Regions from separate parts of the Rattus norvegicus genome. Here all the other regions are linked to region 1. The links are chromatin contacts, called in public Hi-C and HiChIP or PLAC-seq maps. All regions are on one chromosome and are shown on one strand. Each heading gives the region's core, a stretch centred on a gene start, on an enhancer-like site or on the middle of the called end of the contact. The rest is flanking DNA. Distances are from core to core; before and after follow the strand shown.

Region 1 (5,021 bases), core at 1,452-3,951:
CATTTTCATGCCCAATGACGCCGGCCTGCGAGTTGGAAGAATTGATTTCTCAGCCCAGCCTTGCTTGACCTCAGTTTCCTTCTGAGATCCTTACTGGCTTCTCGGTGAGAATATTTTGTTAGATTTTAATCAGACAGAACAATCAGTGCCAAAAATCTAAGCCAGCTTCAATATAGGCACCAACTATTCCCTTGTTCCTTCTTCCTTGGCACCAACTGTGCAAGAAGGGATTAATGTTTGAATTTTTCAACTTCTTGTAAACTCCCGCCCACTTCTACCCGGACTCTGAGAAAACAAAGGGTGAATGGTACCACCCTGGGCATGGAGAAACCTCAGCAAGCAGGGGCTGGCAAATCTTACTTGAATTGCTTGAGAAGTGAGTTTAAAAACATAGCTGCTGTCAAGACACTGGAGTGGGAGAAATGGTGTATAGAGAATTCCTTCAATAGCTCTCCCTCCCATGTTGTAAAGAGTTAGCCCAAGAGACCCAGTCTCTAGGCTCACCCATTTTAAATTTCAACACAACCTCCTGCCCCCTACCCCCCCAAGGGCCACTCTCCTCCCCCTCCCCTGCTTCATCCCGCCCCATGAATTTACATATGCCCTTAGTGTTTTTGACTCTCTTCCCATTCTGAAATGCAAATTCCATAAAAGTTTGTTCAGTGTCTTATCCTCGGCACCTAGAACAGTGCAGGGCATGTAACAAATGCCAAGGCTATCCCTCAGGGCCAGCAATTAAGAGCACACATGGCTCTTGCAGAAGACAGGGGCTGGATTTCAGGTACCTATGCTGGGTGACTCACAATCTTCTGCAACTCCAGCTCCAGAGGAATGGCTGCTGCCCTTCTCTGATTTCCAAGGTTACCAGCACACAAGTTCACATACCCACATATGGGCACACACACACACACACACACACACACACACACACACACGACAGACAGACAGACAGACAGACAGACAGACAGACAGACAGACAGACAGACAGACAGACAGCTCAGAGCTGTGTGACCAAGAAATCTCTTTTAAGGTTTCTCCACACCTAGGTTTCCTCAAGGTAGCCCAAGTTAAAATAATGCCCTTCCAGATTAGACAGCCTGTGGTTGACATCTCCATTACCCACATGCAGTGTGGCCTTGAAAACACAACTATTCTCAGTTTCTTCAATTGTAAAATAACACATTAACATCTCTCCATTTGGGACGTTGGAGCCAGGAGGCCTCTCAGAAAGGGTCCAGGAGACTTGGAAGAACGTGGGCAGCCCGGCCTGGGTCTGGCCTAACTGATGCTGCTCAAGAGAGAAAAAGACCTAAAAAACCCTCCTGGGAAACGGGTTGGGGCCAAGTGCTCAGCCGCACTGGATGGGGAGCGGCTGGCGCGTGGGGTCGGGACGTGATCGCAGGATCTGGTGTTGCTTGCCTCCAAGCTTCTGTCACTGGCGGCCCTGCCTCGCCAGAGGGCACCCTCGGCCTTCCGGAAAGTGCCATCATTTACCCCAGCAGCAGCTGCCGGGCTCGGGATGGTCAGTGAGGAACCGCTGCCAGGATCGCGGCCGAGCCCGGTTCCACCCTGGGGCCTGGAGAGAGTGGCCGGACCGCCCGGCCCTTCTCCCCTAGCGAACCTAGCCTGTGTCCCCTGTCCGACCGGGGGCGATCCGGGACGCGGGGGAGGCGAGAGCGCGAGGCGGGGAGCGTGGACTGACAGCTGGCCCCGGCGCAGAGGGGCCGGGGTAGCAGGAGGGAGGGGGCTCGGGAGTAACTTTCCAGAAAAACAGCCAACGTGTAGCAGGAATGACTCCAAGAGGAGGGGAAAAAAAAGTTCAGTTACCACGTCGAACCAGAGGACTCACAAAGTATTTTTCAAATGGGCTCGGCTTTTCCTGTGCCTGTTTAAAACATTAAAACCGTGCAGCGAGAGAGGCTGTGTGCGCTGGTCCCTCCCTCCCTCCCCCACCCCAGGCCGATACGTCATGGGAGGGAGGTATAAAATTTCAGCAGAGAGAAATAGAGAAAGCAGTGTGTGTGCATGTGTGTGTGTGAGAGAGAGAGAGGGAGAGGGAGGAGAGGGAGAAGGGGAGAGAGAAAGGGAGGGAAGAAGAGGGCCGAGTGTAGGGGGCTGAGCCACAGAGAGGCGAGACGCGCACGGGAAGGGCCTTGCGGAGGAAGAAATAACGCTTTCCGGAGTCAGCTGCGGTGAATCGGCTTCTATTTTCTTTTTCTTTTGATTTTTTTTTTAATTCCTAAAGAGAAGCAAGGGACAGAAGCCATGGCCGAGAGAGAAGATAAGCTGAGATGCTGGTGACCCTGGGTCCAAGTGGATTATCGGAGCTGTCTCCAAGAGGCCTGCCCTCCCAGTTTGCCAGTTGTATATAATCCCTCATCCCAGCCAATGAAGAGGAGAGGCAGCGCGAACAGAGTCATTTAGAAAGCCCCCGAGGAAGTGTAAACAAAAGGGAAAGCATGAATGGAGTGCTCCCGAGACAAGTGTGTCCCGCACTGCCCCCACCTTTAGCTGGGCCTGCCGTTGCCCAGCGCTGCCTCTCCCCACATACCCACTGGTGATTTTTTTTAAACATTTTTTTCCTTCTCTTTTCCATTCGCTTTTCTAATTCTCCCTTCAGGGCAAGGCAAAGAGCTTGATTTTTGGGACCCAGCCATGGCTCTTCTGCACTTTCTTTAAAATACTCACTTTCTCCTCATCGCCAAGCGGCGTTTGGCAATATCAGATATCCGCTCTATTTATTTTTACCTAAGGAAAAACTCCAGCTCTCTTCCCACTCCCAGCTGCCTTGCCACCCCTCCCAACCCTCGGCTTGCCCTCCACCTGGCCTGCTGGGAGTCAGAGCCCGGCAGAACCTGTTTAGATATATGGACAAGAATCCCAGCGCTACACAGCACACAGTCCGCTACTTCGTCCCGGGGTTGCCAGCGCTTCCTGGGAGTCCTGAAGCTCACACAGCGCAGTGAGTTCATGCACCCTCTTGCCAAGCCTCAGTCTTTGGGATCTGGGGAGGACGCCTGGTTTTCCTCCCCCTTTCTACTGGGGTCTCCTCCTTGCCAGGCCTCCCCAGTCCCCTGGCCTCGTTCCTGGGTTCACACATGAAGATGCACTTACAAAGGGCTCTGGTGGTCCTGGCCCTGCTGAACTTGGCCACAGTCAGCCTCTCTCTGTCCACTTGCACCACCTTGGACTTCGGCCACATCAAGAAGAAGAGGGTGGAAGCCATTAGGGGACAGATCTTGAGCAAGCTCAGGCTCACCAGCCCCCCTGAGCCGTCGGTGATGACCCACGTCCCCTATCAGGTCCTGGCACTTTACAACAGCACCCGGGAGTTGCTGGAAGAGATGCACGGGGAGAGGGAAGAAGGCTGCACTCAGGAAACCTCGGAGTCAGAGTACTATGCCAAAGAGATCCATAAATTCGACATGATCCAGGGGCTGGCGGAGCACAGTAAGTCCCAATGCTTGCTGGGTGTCTGCTCTGGAGGGGATGAACTGGAAAAGGGAGTTCCACAGAGGGGGGGCCTGGTGGCCCTTATACAGCAGAGCGCACCCCCGGGGGTTCAATACAGAGGTCAGGCCCTGCAGCTGCAGCTGGGTAGGTGGGTGGGAAAGGCGCAGAGACATTCTGGTAAGAGCCAAGGGCTTCAAGAGGCCAGGAGCCCTGAAGCCAAGTGGCGTTCGGAACTCCTAGGACACCCTTGGTGGGTAGTAACTGGGAACTGTATAGTGCCACCTAAGGAAACATGTTCTTACATATCTGTGTGTGAGAACACATAGAGGTTCACTGTGAGCACGTGGGTTCTGTAGAGGGGTGGGCTGGCTGGCCCCCAAATCCTCCTGGTCATCTGAGTCTGGACATCTCCATATTCTCCCTGCTTTTCCTGGCTCCTTATACCACATCTCTGGGTCAGCTTCCCGGCTTTCAGGAAACACAGTGTACCTGCCTCAAATTTGAGTTTGTTAAGCTGCTTTTGGAAGCCCAACCGAGGCTTTTCAGTCTAACACACACACACACACACACACACACACACACACACACACACACACACACACACACACGTGACCCACGTGAGCTGGGAGGGGGAGGGTAACACATGTATATTCCCACATACGTGGACTTTTGGGCAATATGGACTCTTACATTACACAGTAGACAGATTCATATGCATAAAGCAGGGCCTCCCAGGCTAATGGACACAGGAGGCCAGGATTGAGGTTCTGGATAGCCCAAGGCATCTGCCCAAGGGATGGCTGCGGGGGTGATGGGGATGTGTGTCTGGAAGTTTCTTCCCAGGAGGCTGCTGTCTGCGGAGGAACTGTGAAGCTTCTGGGTGAGACGCCTGTGTGTGTTTGTACACGTGTGGAAGTCATGTGTGTTTACTGAATGGGGATTTAAAAAAGCTCAATACAAGAGAGAGAAATTTGGCAGATGTTGAGAAACTGACAGCCCAGGAAAGAGGAATGTAAGCGGCTCTGGGCCTGAGTCCGGGAGCTGCTCTGTTTGCTTTTCCTGCCAGCAGGTGTCCTCCGTGCCCCGGTGACTTCAGCCCAGGCCCACCTCCCAGGTGGGCAGTGCCCAAGTTGGGGTGGAAGGGTTGGCTGGAGCCAGGAGGCTGGCATAGTCAGAGTGGCCATGGGGCAAACAGCAGGAGGCTAGAGAAACCCGGCTGCAGGGAAGGAACAGGAGTGAGCGCCAATGGGTGGAGCCGCTCTCAAGGAAGATGCAAAAGGCCAGTAGGAAGCTGGTCTACACCAGGCAGAAAGAAAAGTGTAGTTTCTGGAGGCAGGGATACAGGTGTTCTCGGGGCAGTTTCCTGTGACTGGCTGGAGTATCACCTTTTCTTAGGATCTGGCTACCCATGCAGAGTCCAGGCTGGAAACTAGACAGACCTGGAGCTCCCTGCCTAGGGTCTGCTTACTGGTGTCCGTTCAGGGACTGCCTGGTGACCACAGTTTATAGAGTCATCCAGGATTAGATGGGATGAACCCTTGACTCCTTGGTCACCTACCAAGGCGAGT
Region 2 (5,021 bases), core at 1,010-3,509, 240 kb after region 1:
TATAATCCCAAGCACTCAGGAAGCTGAGGCAGGAGGATTGCCATGCACTTGAGGCCACCCTGGGTTACCTAGTGAGCTTTAAGTCACCCTGGCCTCCTCAGGAACCTGAATACCCATGGTGCACATAAACTCAAGCAGGCAGGCACACACACACACACACACACACACACACACACACACACACATGCCAGATGTAGTGGGAGCATGGCAACAGAAATGAGAGACCCTACCTCAAAAACAAAACAAACAAACAAACAAGTACACCTGAGCTCCTACCTGCACTTTACACCATCTAAAGCTGATATTCACTCACATGCTCACATGCCTGGAAACACAACAGCCCACCCTTCACATTTCTGACAGATGATAGGAAGTAAATAATATGATCTTGCTGGAATCAATCATAGATGGAAGCTAGAGCCAGGCAATAGAAAGGCAGGAACCTGGAGGTGAGTAAGAGAAACTCTCTCCCTCCCTAAGGCTTGCTGTCTGTCACTTACTCTTGGTTTACCAGGTCCTCATCCTCTGAGGATGATGCTGTCTCCTCCAGGTCCCGGGCCATCACAACTGGCATTTCCTTTGGGGTCTGTCATACAGTCAGCAGACAGAGGCCTCAGAGACCTTTCTTCCTTGCAGTCCCAGTGGATCAAACAATTTGGATGGCACAGACTCCTATAAGAAAGTTGAACGACTTCAAAGACAAGGCAGTTGCATACTTCAGGGTTTTGTGAAGAATCTTTAAGATGAAAAGAAATATATTCCTGAGTATTATCCAACTTCTAAAAGCTTACCGTCTGTCACAGTGTACATCCGTCATATACCACAAAAAACAAGAAATCTTTGTCTTAGCTTTTGGTTTTGTTCAAGACAAGGTTTCTTTGTATAGCCCTGGCTGTCCTGGAACTCACTCTGTTTACCAGGCTGCCCCGGAACACAGAGATTCGCCTGCCTCTGCTGGGATTAAAACTGTGTGACACGATGCCCATCTTAAGAATGTTTTTAAACATACTGTCTCTGCTGTATCTACAAAGCTGTTACTAAATTTGAGTTCCTCACTTGTTTTATATAGTAAAAGCAGCAGGCACTAAAAAGGATAGGCTTTAGGGTACTCTGATGTGGATAGTTGATAGTCTACATTTAGAAAATTCTTTGCTAGACAAATCTGACCAGGATCAAAATAAAAATCCAAGGTTCAAAACACTTGTGAACATTTATACAGTCTTTACCACAAGCATACAGAGTAAGCTGCTATGTTTCTAGGAAAACCAATTCACCTGAACTATTAATAAAAGGGCAGTGAAAATATTTTTCCACAGCAGGGATCACATAAATAGCTGGGGAAAGGGGAAGTCAAATACTCTATAATTACTGTTACTTAAAAAAAAATCACACATTTTAATCCGGATCTCAAGTAGACACTAAAATTAGGAAATTTCCAAATCCAAGTTTCTAACTTCAAACACTTTTTATGGAGGAAAAGTTTCATGTTCGTTGTAGAGAAAATAGAAATGTATAGGGAAAACGCTTAACCATAATGTCGCTACTCAAAAATAATCAATTCAGGGCAACTTTCCAAGCTCTTGCTTGTCCGTGTATTTACATATACGATAAGAGTCTGAATAAACAAAGCAACTGCAGCAAGCAAGCAACAGCAACTAACCCCGACCCTACACATCTTCAGCAGATTCTTTTCGGGTGATTCCTAAAGGAACTTCTCGATCTTTCCCAAAATGCTTGAGAATCTTTTAAGTTAAAACCTACAGGCAGAAAAGATGCCCACCTTTCCTTGACTTCCAGAAGCAGAACGAGAGAGATGCTCTTGAAGATCACAGACACTACTCCAAAGGAAGTCCTTGCCCCTACTGGGACTTGCCGCCAGCTCCACCCCAGCACACCCCAACCCCAGGCAGCCCCGCAAGTGCTCTGCAGGCAAGGACGCGGTGACTCTGCCGCAGCGCTCCTGCCTAGCGCTCCCGGAAGCCAACAGCTGCTCCTGGGGTCTGTGGGAAGCGCGGCGGCGCCCGCCTAGCCCTGGAGCGCATCTCCCCGGAGCGCGCTGGCGCAGGCGTTTACCTGTCTCATCTTCTAATGGCTCGGGGCCGGCAGGCGGGGACCACGCTCAGCTTCACCTCCCTCCTCCTTCCCCAGCCGGAATCAACGCAGCCGCCGAAGGCTGCTTCCCCCGTTACTACAACAACCAACAAGCAACCGCCCGCTCGGAGCCACTGCGCAGGCGCCCGCCAGCGGCGCGAACAACGCTCAGCTGCGGGCGCAGACGGATGGCGTCACCACGGCGCGCTCAGTCACCAGAGCCAACCCAGGCTGTCACCGGAAGATCTCTTGGCTCCTTTTCTCTCTGTGTTTTCCCCACCCCTAAAAGACTGACTCCAAACTCAGAGTTCCGCCACGCTCGACAGAAGGGTTTACCGCGTGAGCGGCGCAACAGGGAAAGGCTCAGGCGGCGGCAACTGCTGATTGGCAGCAAAGGGGTTCACTCCCTATCGCCTGCTCGAACTGAACCAGCCTAGCCAATCAGAACGAGAACTGACAAAAACGACCCAATCCTGGAGCTGGGCTGAGGGAGGGGGCGGGAACAAGTGGCCCAGGTGGACTTGGGACCTCCTGGGAAGCTGATTTGCGGATGCTTCTGACTCTGCTGCAGTAGTACTGGGTCGTCAGGTAGGAGAATTTGGAGCGGAATGTAGGTGATGGTATTGCAGTCGAGTAAGACTCTCTGCAAAATTTTGGAAAATGGGGGTTGCCTGGAAACCGGGGGTGATGGTGGAGGAGTCTAGAAACGGTGTCCAAGGGAGGTGCTAGGAAAAATGGAGATTTGGTAAATTCTGGGAGTGGATGAGCGAGTAGTCGTTATGAAACTGGCTCTGCAACGACCTTTAACTTTTTCTCATGTAATTATCGGGTAACCCTCGAGGTAGATGTTTATATCCCCATTTTACGGATGAGAAAACCGAGTCTGTAGAGTCTCACTGACTCGTCTGAACTCCCAGAGCTAAGTGGTGGAACTAGGATAGGAATCTACCTTTATTGGTTGCTAATTAGTATCGCATCCATGCTGAACTGGGCAAGGACAAAATTGGGGAATAAATGTTGTAAACCCCGCCCCTCCCACCACCTAAAAGCTCCACAGAGAAATCGGTTTTATTGGTAGAGCAATACAGAAATGTTCTGGTGTGTCTTCATCAGCTCTGGGATTTCTAAGAGCTATGAAATGGAAGGTGCAGGTTCTACGTTCTACTTGGAAGGGAGTGTGTGTGTGTGTGTGTGTGTGTGTGTGTGTGTGTGTGTGTGGTGTGCATGTGAGTGCCACACAGCTTTTTAACTAACCCAAGCTGGTGTTGAGAGGAGAAAATAAGAGAGGTAGATCTTGGCATATGCTGTGAGTGCCTGTGAAGATCAGCGCACTCCACCACCTCTAGGCCAAAACAGTCTGTTTGAGACCTCTTTCCTCAGGATCCACCCCTTAACTCCTGGAGCCCTTTTTAGTTGTTTTTTGTTGTTGTTGTTGTTTTGTGTTTTGTTTTGTCACTTCAGGTGATACCTATATGTGCTGGATAGGATGGGATCATACTGAAACATATTGCCACAGTGATAAAGGAAGACTGATAGCTTCTTACAGCTTCCAGGCCAAAGCAGTTAGCCTGACAACAGATAAATGAAGGGCCAAAATGATGGTGATCATGACAAATTGTCTCTGTGGGATCCCTTTAGATCTGATGGAAATCGCTACTCAGCGAGCCTTGAGCTAAACTGAAAGTACAGAACATAGCTCTTCCACCAGCTGAAGACAGAAGCATTGCTGGTGTTTTTAGCTTCCTCAAAAAATCAGAACTTCGCTGCCCGTGGCGGCACCCACCTTTAATCCCAGCACTCAGGAGGAAGAGGCAGATGGATCTCTGTGAGTTCGAGGCCAGCCTGGTCTAGGTAGAGTTCCAGACTGGCCACATAGTAAGACCCTGCCTCAAACTAAGTAAATAAATAAGTAAAGATGAGAACTTTATCAAAACACTCTGTGAGGGAGTATTGCAACAGAGTCCACAGACCCTGGCACTAAGCCATGTCACCTAAGCAAATCACGTAGCTCTTGGCTCTGACCCCATCTGTAAAGTGGAAATACTAATAGTGCCCGCCTATCCTGATGTAGGGAGCGAATGAACTAGGATGTTAAATGCTTGGGGCAAGTATAAGTGTAGGAGGCAAGTGTTCCGTAACTATAGCTAGTGTGTGCTTTTCTTGCAACCCAACACCAAGCTGTGGCAGGTTTTGTGTTTTAAGTCTTTTAGATTGTTTTAGTTTATGAAACATGATGTGTCTGGGAGCCAAGCAGAGGAAAACTAAGAATACCAGTCAGAGTTACACCATAGCTTCCATTCAGATGCATGATACAGCTTCTACGAGTTTGGAAGGATGTGTCCAGGTGTCTGAGCAGATTTTGAATCACCCTCGAGCTATTTGCAAAGGGATGGCATGAAGAGATGAAGTCAGTGCCGATTCCAGACAAGCAGAGGGCATTCTGACTTAGGCAATACTGTGCTTTCGGGGATTGCTTGAACAAAGGTAAATGCCGTGCCACTTGCTCCAGGGTGTACTGGTCGTTCACCCTCATTAGAGTAACTGAGCATTGGCAGGAACACAGGCTTGACCCAGAAATCCATTCGACTACTTATAAAAATGTGAATACTGCCCCATTTCCGTCCTTGCTATGCCTTTTGCACTGGACTTGACATTTCCACCCATTGCATTTTTTTTTTTTAATGGTTTTTAGTTAAAGAGGTAGCAATGGACAAAGATCAGCGTACCTCTGTTTAGGGTAACTATTGCTAGGCATCTTGTGAAAGGAAAGTGGTGTAGCAAGAAAGTAGGGTGGGGCTGAAGGACTAGGAGAGGAATTTGTGAAGTGCTCTACTGGTGTCACTCAGGACAACCCTCCTGAATGGGACACAGGTTAGGCGAGAGCCCTTGTGTTGATGTGGAAGTGACTTTCAGCATGCCCTCTCTGTTCC
Region 3 (5,021 bases), core at 1,255-3,754, 200 kb after region 1:
GACAGGTAGGAGGTGGAAAGGATCTGGGAGGAGATGGAGAGGGAAAGCCCTGATCAGAATACATTGTGTAAAAAAATACTTTCAATTCAAAAGAAAAGTGAGTGCTATTCGGGGGAGAAGTATGTTGGGCCCTCAAGATGGCTCAACAGGACAAAGCACTTGTCACCCAGCCTGAAGGTCTGAGTTAGTTCCCTAGGATCCACACGGAGGAAGGAGAAGACCAACTAGGATCCACACGGAGGAAGGAGAGAACCAACTAGGATCCACACGGAGGAAGGAGAGAACCAAGTCCCACAAGTTGTCCTCTGACTTCCATATGTGCACTGTGATGTGTATGTACAGAAACAGTCAGCAATTTGTGTAACTTTTAAAATTTAACATTTAAAAAAGCCTACACAACAGAATTTCATAGTCTTGACCTTTATGCCAAGAAAAAAATGGGATCTTATTTTCTTAGATAGTCTGAACTCTGGGCTCTTAGAGTTCACAGATAAAAAATGAATCGTATGTCCATTTTTTAAAAATCAATCTGAAAACAAATATGGTGTGATGGTTTGTATACGCTCTGCCTACGAAGTGGCACTATTAGAAGGTGTGGCCCTGTTGGAATAGGTGTGTCACAGTGGGTGTGGGCTATAAGACCTCGTCCTAGCTGCCTGGAAGTCAGTCTTCCACTAGCAGCCTTCAGATGAAGATATGGACTTTATTTTGAAAATGAAGTCTTAAAAGCTATGGTTTCTGTTTGCTGATGTTTCTCTCTTGGAAGCAGCACAGTAGTCATGACTTCTCTGAACCCCAAGAGAGTGACTGAAGAAATGCCTTCATGATAAGAAGACATACAACAGGCCTCGACCTAACAATAGTTTGATTCACATGTATTCTGCTTTATGATGTTGTAGGAATAATCTGCATTTTGAAGAAATTACACTTTCAGTTCTAGACGTTCGTCTTTTCCCACTCTACCAATACGCACTGGTCCTGTCTTGTGACCCTGAGCAGTGCAGCAAGCTGTAGCCAGTTGCCCACAGTCAGGAGGGCAACAACCATATACTATAGTAAACCATATTGCTAAGCTAACATTCCTGACAAGTTAGGTGTGTTAAATGCATTTTCAGAGGCTGAGAGATTAGGAGCTCAGTGGTTAAAACACTGGCTGCACTTCCAGGGAAGCTGGGTTTAATTCTCAACACCCAAGTATAAGCTCACAACCACCTCTGACCCCAGAATCTTTCTTCTAGCTTCTTTCAGCAATATGTGTATGTAGTACACTTAAATATACACAAGTAAAACAATGAGCATGAAATACAAATAATAAAATCTCTTTTAAAATGTACTTTCAACCGATGCTATTTTCAACTGAGGTGACTGGTGTCAGCCAGATCTTGATAGGCAGGCAAACGGGAAGAGGAGCCATGACTAGGAAGCAGAGAGAGCAAACGTCCAGCTTCTTCCTCATATTTCTGACCACACACACAGAGGCCTACAGGCTTTTCCTCCAGCCACTAGAGCCACACAGCCTGTGGACCAGTTTGACAAGATTCTACAAGTTCAAGGCCAGATCAGGACACGTCTACTCCAAAATTGTGGCTCTATAAGTCTCCCTTCATTCATACTGACCAAGCCTAAACTCAGAGAGGAAGACCCATAAATCCCCAGCCTCTGAGGAAAGACCAGGCTTTGCTTCCCAGGTCCCCATTCTGCTCTGCAGGGTCTTTCTCTGAATGTGCCTTGCCTTGTGCTTCCGCCCCTAATAAAAGCCTTTTGTTAACCAGCTGATTCTGTGGTCTGTCTTGAGATCTTTCCCTGCTACTACTTGCCGCACATGATACTTGAAGTGGTTTCTGTTTGTTTTTCCTGCCTTTTAATTCTTTAACTGACAGAGGAAAAGGGAAAACAAACAAACAAACAAAAGAACCTACCAAGACCCCTAGATGGTAAGAAAGAAACAGCCATGCTGGAGCATGACTCGGTGGTGATCGAGATGCATCTGCAGTGGGGATTTATAAACGGTGCTACAGCTCCTCAGCTGCTTGTTTCAAGACCTTTACCAATGTAGAAGCAAAGGGGGAAGCAACAGTCAGTGAGATCTTACTAACTTTTCTCCTGTGTACAAACAGTGGCGTGGCCTGAAGAGTCTGATGGCGGATACTTAGTCAGCATAACGGAGCCTATATATGGGAGAGTTAAGTACTCAGCTTGGCAGATATATCTTCTACATTCAGAACAAATGCGCAAACAAAGGAGATCACAATAGCAGCACCTGAGTTGTCTTTAGCATGTAGAGCTTCCTGATGAGAGGTCATGGACAATGAGACTTCATCCCAGGCATCCTTGCCAAAAGCCACTGGGTTTCATCCTGGCCTGACCTAGAAAAATCTGATGGAAGAGAACAGGAGGCCTAGAGCTCTGATCTGCTGTCAACCAGCTGCAGCAGGGAAACTGCCAGAATGCTGCAGTGATGGGCAGCGCCCTGCAGAGCGTCTGGGAGGGGATTACCAGCCTGATCCTCTGTCCTCAGAGCCAGAAATGACTCAAACTTCACAAACAGCAAAGGCCTGCCAGGGAGAGTGACAGTAAGGCTAGGAAGAACTTCTCCCTGTCGCTGGTATCTCTTCCCCCTACTTGCTGCTGTGGCAGATTCTGGACAGTGTGCAGCCAGTGAGGTAATCTGAATTCCTTGGCAATCAGCAAGTACCTGAATTCTTTTAAAACCACAGGAATCTAGCACAGAAAAGGTAAATATCCCCCAGAAGCCAGTGTTAATTAGCAAGCAAGGCTACTGAAGAAGGGCCTAGAGGTGGGGGAGGAGAGAAAGGCATTACAAAATGATCTGAGGTCTCTTCTGCATTTCCACTGGGTAATATGGCTAGGGAGGGCTGTGCTAGAAGCAGCCTTTTCGGAGTCTTTTCCCACTTCTCTGACCTAGGTTTCAACCCTCAGAACTCCCCGTGGACGTTTTCATGAGCTGGGGCTACCTTTTGTTGAGTCACTGATAACACACGTGGTTTCCAACTCAATATCTTTTTAATTAAAAATAAATTCTTGTTTCAGTGCAAATTTGTCTATTAACTTTGTCTCAGAAGGGACTGTCTCAGATCATTTATATTCCAGATTGGATCTTCCAGCAGCTGTAGAATCCAGAACAAAGTCTCTTTAGATTCTATTTTTGACACAAAAAATGTCACCATTTTGGTGAGAACAATACCCCTATCTCTGGAGTCTTTCCTACTAGGCAAAACAGCAACCTGCATGGGGACTCCACAGCAGGGACCTGCATGGGGGCTCCACAGCAGGGACCTGCATGGGGACTCACAGCAGGGACCTGCATGGGGACTCACAGCAGGGACCTGCATGGGGGCTCCACAGCAGGGACCTGCATGGGTACTCCACAGCAGGGACCTGCATGGGGACTCCACAGCAGGGACCTGCATGGGGGCTCCACAGCAGGGACCTGCATGGGGACTCCACAGCAGGGACCTGCATGGGGACTCCACAGCAGGGACCTGCATGGGGACTCCACAGCAGGGACCTGCATGGGGACTCCACAGCAGGGACCTGCATGGGGACTCCACAGCAGGGACCTGCATGGGGACTCCACAGCAGGGACCTGCATGGGGACTCACAGCAGGGACCTGCATGGGGACTGTATAGCAGGGACCTGCATGGGGACTCTACAGCAGAAATCTGCACAAGAAAACCACAGCAGCATATGGAGCAGAAGCACTACTACCAGGACCATGAGACAGCTGACTCAAGTACCACATAGGCAATTTCATTTTAGTAACTCCTCAATAATTTACTTACATATAAGAAACAGTGAGAAGGAGCTGATAGGATGGTTCAGTGGTTCACAGTACTTGTTGCTTTTGCAAAAGATCTGGGTTCTGTTCCTAACACCCACATGGCAGTTCAGGCCATTTCTAGGTTCAAGAGGACCCGACACCCTCCTCTGGCCTCTGTACATACTGCACACATTTAGTGTACTTACATATATGCAGGCAAACACTTCCACACACAAAATAAACAGTGAGTGGCTTGCTTTTTGTGTGAATAAAACAAAGACGAATGAAAGCATTAACTTATAATGAAACTAAGATCTTTTTCTGGAAAAGGTTTAAAGGAGAAAGGAATTTACACAAAATAACCTATTTCACAATGCAGTAAACTTTATAACGTGAACTTTCAATCTCCTAGCATTAATTTGAAGCTCCCAACAGAAATGACAGGGTATAAAAGTCTAAAGAAGGAAACTAATTATTTTTGCCTCTAGGTCTGTCTCTTTAGGAAAGATTATGGTTTTCCTTCTAGTCTCAAAGTTAAGCAACCTGGTGATCTCATCCCAAACTGATTACCTTCAGTTATGTCCACACAAAGCACACGTGACCCAAGATTAGCAGAAGCTGCAGGTGCGGAGGACTGCAGACGGGTGCTGGATGTAATGACACAGCTGAGTGCACTCTGAGGGCTGAAAGGCACGTGAATGCCAAGATAAACAGTGACTATTTAGGCACACTGAAGAACCCACACAGAACAGTGTGCCTTGTATATCTGGGGCAAACAGCTCAAGATAATGCCATGTGTATGCCTTCGAGAAGGATTTCACATCCACCTAGGTTTCAGGTAAACCTACCAAAGACTTAAAAATGTTTCTTTTCCTTTTTTGGATCAATGTAGACTGAGTATGTAAAAAGCTATTTTCCCATCAGTGAGGAAGAGCGCCCACTGACCATATAAATGTGTGTACATATACATGTGGACATGCTACTTCCTGCTGAAGCAAGATAACTGTCACTACATTAGTGGTTTCTGACATCTAATGCACATGCAGCCAGAGTATTGGTTTATCTGTAGCAAACCGTAATGAATGCCAGCATTGCTCTCTCCTTCTGTACTTGCACCAAAAAGATACAAAAATTATATAAAATTTTCCTGAGTGGTAATTATTAGTATTATGCTACTAATATTGCAGGTGAAACATCTTTAGAACATGACACAAAATATACTGGCATGATACCCCTGAG

Evidence for each region. A called contact is a pair of places that touch in the nucleus more often than the background predicts. HiChIP or PLAC-seq counts read pairs in DNA pulled down with a chosen protein or histone mark.
Region 2: a contact with region 1 is called in an H3K27ac HiChIP or PLAC-seq map of oligodendrocytes, with 4 times the contacts expected there. The contact joins the promoter of Erg28 here to the promoter of Tgfb3 in region 1. A contact is called at or near these places in 2 of 12 Hi-C or Micro-C datasets (frontal cortex and liver) and 1 of 1 datasets of contacts at active chromatin or transcription factors (oligodendrocytes).
Region 3: a Hi-C map of mammary epithelial cells shows a contact between it and region 1, with 4 times the contacts expected there. The contact joins the enhancer-like site here to the promoter of Tgfb3 in region 1. A contact is called at or near these places in 8 of 12 Hi-C or Micro-C datasets (the A7r5 cell line, frontal cortex, kidney and 4 more) and 1 of 1 datasets of contacts at active chromatin or transcription factors (oligodendrocytes).

The regions. Positions count from the first base shown.
Region 1 is chr6:111,454,626-111,459,646 of GRCr8, reverse strand. It overlaps Tgfb3 (transforming growth factor, beta 3), which reads left to right and starts at 2,701. Exons shown (of 7, transcript NM_013174.2): 1 at 2,701-3,450. The coding sequence starts at 3,099.
Region 2 is chr6:111,211,306-111,216,326 of GRCr8, reverse strand. Erg28 (ergosterol biosynthesis 28 homolog) reads left to right here and starts at 2,259. Exons shown (of 6, transcript NM_001106749.1): 1 at 2,259-2,679; 2 at 3,831-3,966. Ttll5 (tubulin tyrosine ligase like 5) reads right to left here and starts at 2,229. Exons shown (of 34, transcript NM_001427290.1): 1 at 2,074-2,229; 2 at 501-672. The coding sequence starts at 574.
Region 3 is chr6:111,254,169-111,259,189 of GRCr8, reverse strand. The region is part of intron 9 of Ttll5 (tubulin tyrosine ligase like 5); the gene reads right to left. Among named protein-coding and RNA genes, the nearest start is that of Ttll5, 43 kb to the right of the region's middle. Within about 2 kb of position 2,504, at least 49 of the 93 cell types and tissues checked have an H3K27ac peak or open chromatin away from gene starts, as enhancers often do.